Linked DNA regions of Mus musculus: region 2 is linked to region 1. The links are chromatin contacts, called in public Hi-C maps. All regions are on one chromosome and are shown on one strand. The core of a region is the stretch at or near the end of the contact, and the rest is flanking DNA. Distances in the headings are between cores, read along the strand shown. Region 1 overlaps Gm41492 (a long non-coding RNA gene). Region 2 has its middle 45 kb from the start of Olig1.

Region 1 (2,984 bases), core at 145-2,644:
GTCGCTAGGGGTAAACCCGGGTTTTATCTGATCTAGGAACAAAACTTTCCCCCTCTTGGACAGAAGGTGGTCTGGGCAGGTCAGGGTATGGGTCACTGGGAGGGCGGCCTGAGGAAGCCTGCGTTTTTCACAGCAACCACTTATTACAATTAGTTTAAAAAGAGTGAGAGAGAGAGAGAGAGAGAGAGAGAGAAAAGCCAACATGGGTTGAATTGACACTTTTCTGAGTCTGGACAGTGCAATTGTTCTGGAAAACAATGCTCACATCTTTGTTTGAAAGTGGAAAAAGAAAAAGAAAAAAAATTTTAAAGAAAATAAGAGTAGTAAGAGAACAATGTATTTCAAGCAGCAAATCTGTGCCCGAGTGTGGAGGGAGCCCTTTGAGGGTTTCATTGGCTTCGGTGTCTGGAACTCCAGCTCCCCCTCTGCACTGAATCCAAATGCTTTGCTCGAAAACACAGGAATGGAAGCAATATCCCAGCCAGCTCCCCACGGGTTGACAAACTACTCCCAGAATCTAAACTGAAGAAGAATTTGGTGACACAGGTACAGTCCCAGAGGTGATGCCATTGAAGTAAGAAACCATCTGGATAACCCAGGGTATGAGAAGACTTGCACTAATGTATCTAGAGTCCCTGTTAGGTGGACTTAAGAGGTATAAGGTGCTATGTGGCCACACAGTCTCAGAAAACTCACAGTGGGTGTTAAATGTCATCACAAGAATGAGAACTAAAGCCGGGTGGTAGTGGCGCATGCCTTTAATCCCAGCACTTGAGAGGCAGAGGCAGGCAGATTTCTGAGTTCGAGGCCAGCCTGGTCTACTGGTCTACAGAGTGAGTTCCAGGTCAGCCAGGACTGCACAGAGAAACCCTGTCTCGAAAACAAAACAAAACAAAACAAGAATGAGACCTAAAGAACCACAGTGCATTTGTAAATTGTCTTGTCTTACCCATCCCACCCTATACATTTTCTTCCAATTCATATGGTATGTGCCAAGCATTCAGTTTTATCTGGCAATAAATAAATAAAAATGTAATAGGAGAGAAAAATAACTTGGAAGCATATTGAGTCCTGAGACCGCCCTTGAGCCCAGAAATCAGGTACCCCTAGCCCAGTTCTGCTTTGCTTTGTCTTCTGTAGGGACACCCACTTTCAGGCCACCACAGAGCCACTCGGAATAATGCTATCGTGTCCTCAGACCAGCTTCCTGCTAAGCATGCCCTTGAGGCTGAGTTCTAGACAGGAGACCATGGAAGGGAGCAAGTGTCCTTAAATGAGGGAACAGTCCTTTTCTCTGTGCTCCTTGCTCCCTGTAGAATGGAAGGCAGTACACCTGGCACTCCCTGCAGCTTCTTCCCACAGCCTGGGAGTCTTTGTAAGGATGTCATTGTCAGCATCCAGTAGAGGCAGCAGAGAGCACATGAGCATCACCCTGTGAAGTCTCCTGATAGCAGGGAGTAGGGACAAGGAGCAGAGACTGGCACAGTGCAAGCCCACATGCAAAAGAATAGGAATGGGCACAACACTACACACACACACACACACACACACACACACACACACACACACACAATCAATTCAAAATGTTCCAGAAATCTAAAGGGAAGGGCTGTGCTGGAGAGATGGGTCAGCGGTTAAGAGCACTGGCTGCTCTTCCAGAGGTCCTGAGTTCAATCCCAGCAGCCACAAGGTGGCTCACAACCATCTGTAATGGGATCCGATGCCCTCTTCTGGTGGTGTCTGAAGACAGTGACAGTGTGCCCACATACATAAAAAAAAATCTTAAAAGGAGAGAGAGAGAGAGAGAGAGAGAGAGGGAGAGGGAGAGGGAGAGGGAGAGAGAGAGAGAGAGAGAGAGAGAGAGAGAGAGAGAGAGAGAGAGAGAGAAGAGGAGGGATAACTCTTTGTGGCCTTGGCTGAGGCAATGCTCTCTTAGCCAGAACTCTAGAAGCAAAACTAACTAAAAAAAGGCAACTGTGTGTTGGTAGAAGGGAATGTCTTCGTGCTGTGAATAACGGCCACAAGAAAATGAAAATGCAGGCCCCAGAAAGGGAAAAAGTCATATGTCTGGGAAGAGAGGACTACCTAGTCTATTTATATCTTGCTTGCAAAATGGCCAGCCACTTAAAAACACATGAAGAACTGTACCATACTGTGTCTGTACATATAAAAGACATGTTCTGAGATCTTCTCTACTAGATACATGATAAGTTAGCCCGTTGTTAACCACCTGAGAGCAGCTCACACACACCAGGGTGGGTGAGAATCAGAGACAGTAATTACAAGTGCCAGTGAGGGTTTGGAGACATCGGAACCCTCCTGCCCTGCTGGTGGGAGCGAATAATGATGCAGCTGATTAGGAAAACAAGTTGGCAGATCCCCAAAAAGCTTAAAAATAGAGAAGCCATATGCCCCAGTAATTCCACCCCTTGGTTTATATCCAAGAGGAATGAAAACATATGTCTAAACAAAACTGCTATATAAATGTTTACAGCGCCATTATTCACAAACAGGAAATGGCAGACACAACTGATGTTAGAATTGTGGAAAAGACATTGGAGATGAGGAGAACTTGAGATCAGGGGTCAGGTATCTGCTGCTTTAAGAGCCATGCAACTCTCTTTGCAAACAACCTGGGCTTCCATTACTCGAGAACTTCACATCTGACCTTGAAGGAACCACTTAACACATACTGTTTTGAGACTAGAAGTTAAAGGATCCAGGCATCGAAGTATCTAGCTTTCATATTTTCTCAGCCCAGCCATTCTCGTTTGCTTTCTGTTGATGTGATAAACACCACCACGGAAGATACATCGGGAAGGAAAAAGTTTACCTAGTGTATAGCTTACAGCTCATCATCAAGGGAAGGAAGCCAAGGCAGGAACTCAAGCAGAGACCGTGGGAGAAAACAGGTTTGCATCCAGGCTCATGGTTAGCTACCTTTCTTACACACTCCCGGGGATGGTAGGAGCCACAGTGGACTG
Region 2 (2,984 bases), core at 207-2,706, 150 kb before region 1:
CAGACATCAGTTTCTCTTCTGTCTCAAATGTATATGAATGGAAAGGGCTCCCTAAAAGTCTAGACATTATGATCCCCAGCTTTGGGGCCAACAAGGGTGCGGGCCTGGAGAAGCTGGTCTCCTCCTGCCTGCAGTCTTGGAACGTGTTGGTGATGTCATAGTCGAAAGATATGGCGTGCACAGTCTCCAGTGTTCTGAGTGTTTAGCTAGACATTACCAGGAACCTTTAAAATACAGAGTGTGGGTTTCTTCCTGCCAGGAACACCAAGTTGACAGTCCAGACTGTCTGTGTTTGAGAGACAGGAAAGCGTCGGGAAGAAGAGGGACAGAGTGCCACAGAGACTTTCTGGGCAAGGCAAAGGGAAGACACCCTGAGAGAACAGCCATTGCTGACTTGAGACTAGGGGTCAATATACTGGCCACATCATTGGGTCTAGGAAGCTTGGCTCAGAACGATCAATTCATCTAACTCATTTCCCAAGTGGGGGCGGGGGGAGAAAGCTGGGTGAGCGTGATACATTTTTTTTTAGTTAGACACATATGGGTTGGATTCAAAAGTAGTCTTCTGGTGGCTGTGTGAAGATTAAATGTATCAACCAACATATAGAAACATTCCAGCATGGTGCTGGGGACAAGAAATATTACACATCCAGGCACATAACAAATATTGGAATAAGAGCAAGGTTAGGAGAGGCAACTTCCTTAGCTGCCTAAAGACCTTAGCCAACCCCACTGTCAAATGCCCAGAACCCAGAGGCACTGCCTGGGGTCACCTTTGTCTCCATCTCTCTGCCTGTGACCTCTTTATTTTATTTGCAATGGCGCTCCTCCCTCCGAGGAATTCCAAGGTTCTTAACAAACTTTAAATTACCCAAGGGAGACAGGTCCTCCCAGGCAAGAGAGCAAAATAAAGTACCTCTACCAAAATAAATTCCCTCCACCTCCAAGTCTGTCTCCCTCTGCGACACCCCCTCGCCTAAAATAACTCAAACACAACCTGTAGCCAGCCAGGACCGAGCTCCTCTGCACACGAATAAAGGGGTTTTGTGGGAAACCCCAGAAAAGCATTTTAAAAAGCCCAGTGCATCTGTTTTTTAGTTACTGCCCCATGCCATACTTAGAATTCAAGTCCCTCTAGCTCACAGAGGAGCAGATTTTCCTTCTGGGATACTGCCAGATCTGCTGTGATCACAGTGTTATCTGTAGTTTATTGGTTTCCCAGGAGACACAGCTCCTCTGAGGACCAGCCTCCCAAAGAGAAACCTGGCTCTGCTGAGATCGATAAGGCAGAGGGGTGGCTAGGACCCTGGAGCTAGGATCGCAAGATCGCCTCCACCGGTTCTGTGTGTTTAAAGTTTCAGGAAGAAAGGGACTCATTTGCTAGTTGTTGGGGTAAGACTGTGATGGAGTCCAAGAAGTCCGTGAGTTTGTAGTGCACTAGCCAGTAAGGGGCGCTGTTGATCGAAAGAACTAGTGGGTGTTGCCCGCGCACAGCGGCTCTTTGCTGGGAAAGAACTGATGAGAGCCTGTAGGCGAACAGGAGTCTTCAGGCCAGAGCCTCGCTCCACCTGAGCAGTTTCTGAATGGAAGCCCATCCCCCGGGGCAGGCTTCCCGCCCGAGGGGCTCCTCTTACCGCGGTGCATCTTAGGTCTTCATTTTTATTTTGTTTTGTTGTTTTTGTTTCTACCCTTTTCTTCTTTTCTTAAAAAAAAAATTGCACATATATTTTGACAGTTTCTCTCCTCTCCCTCAACCCCTCCCAGATCCTTCGAATCCCCCTACCCTTCTGACTTTATGTTCTTTTCTCTGTCTTTAAACAAAAAACGAGACAAGACAAAAAGAAACGCACGCACACAACCCACAAGAAAAGAGAGAAAGAAAGAAAGAAAGAAAGAAAGAAAGGAAGGAAGGAAGGAAGGAAGGAAGAAAGGAAGAAAGAAAGCAAGCAAGCAAAATGGGGCAAAAAACCCTCTTGAGTTCATTTGTCAGCTGACTGCTCCTGGGCAGGAGACCTATACTGAAATTGACTACGTGCTTTGGTTGACAGTTAACTAAATTGTTGGCCAAAGTCTCCAAGTGTGTGTGTGTGTGTGTGTGTGTGTGTGTGTGTGTGTTGGGGTGCTGTCCTAGAGAAAGGGAAAAGAAAAGAACAGATTTTTGAGATGCTGAACTGAACGTCCCATTTGCGATGGGATCTATGGTCATAATTGAATGTTATTGATCACGTGCAGCCCCTTAAGAACGGGCCATCCATTTAGCCTGGGTTTTAGAGAAAACACGGAAATGGCGCTGCGGCCATGTCCCATGCTCATAGTAGAAAGGCCCTTGGACACGCCTGCAGTGAAGGGCTGGCTGTATAAACACAAATAATGATTTAACTACTACTAATAAATATTATCATTATTGAGGCAAGATCTCATGTAGCCAGAATTGCTTCAAACTCACTCCATAGCTAAGGATGGTCTCGACTCTCTAATCCCCCTGCCTCCACATCCCAAGTGTTAGGATCATAGGAGCCCACTATCCACGAAGTGTTTGGACTTGAACACAGGACCTTCTGCATTCTAGGAAAGCACTCAGCCCCCGCACTACATCCTTAAAGCATGTATGCAAATTATTAACAGACAGCCTTGTAGCAAGGCTTACCCCACACTCCGCTGGCGGTATATGAAACAGTGGGGCCTCCTGCTGTTTGCTTGGATTTCTTTCTCTCCCTCAGCGGAGGACAGAATCAAACATGTTTGAAAATAAGGGGTTATTTGCTCTCTCTCTCTCTCTCTCTCTCTCTCTCTCTCTCGCTCTCTCTCTCTCTCTCTCTGTGTGTGTGTGTGTGTGTGTGTGTGTGTGTGTGTATGTGTGTGTGTGTGTGTGTGTGTGTGTGTGTGTGTGTGTGTTTAGTGAGTCCAGTGAGGGAACCCTGGTTTGGAGGGAGAAGTGAACTTTTCAGATCTCAGTGAATGAGTTACAAGGCTGCCTCTCCTTC

The links. Hi-C and Micro-C count contacts between places; a contact is called where the count stands out from the background.
Region 2: a Hi-C map of cortical glia shows a contact between it and region 1, with 2.6 times the contacts expected there. The contact joins two enhancer-like sites. A contact is called at or near these places in 4 of 39 promoter capture datasets (the C10 cell line, the HPC-7 cell line, cranial neural crest and 1 more), 49 of 484 Hi-C or Micro-C datasets (the HL-1 cell line, LSK cells, Sertoli cells and 29 more) and 13 of 115 datasets of contacts at active chromatin or transcription factors (bone marrow-derived dendritic cells, craniofacial prominence, embryonic basal ganglia and 9 more).

Annotation. Positions count from the first base shown.
Region 1 is chr16:91,165,496-91,168,479 of GRCm38.p6, reverse strand. All of the region lies in intron 1 of Gm41492 (a long non-coding RNA gene), which reads left to right. It also overlaps Gm9881. Among named protein-coding and RNA genes, the nearest start is that of Gm41492, 34 kb to the left of the region's middle. Within about 2 kb of position 1,394, at least 6 of the 459 cell types and tissues checked have an H3K27ac peak or open chromatin away from gene starts, as enhancers often do. A contact at or near this core is called in cortical glia, where this site is marked.
Region 2 is chr16:91,312,798-91,315,781 of GRCm38.p6, reverse strand. No RefSeq gene overlaps it. Among named protein-coding and RNA genes, the nearest start is that of Olig1, 45 kb to the right of the region's middle. Within about 2 kb of position 1,456, at least 19 of the 459 cell types and tissues checked have an H3K27ac peak or open chromatin away from gene starts, as enhancers often do. A contact at or near this core is called in cortical glia, where this site is marked.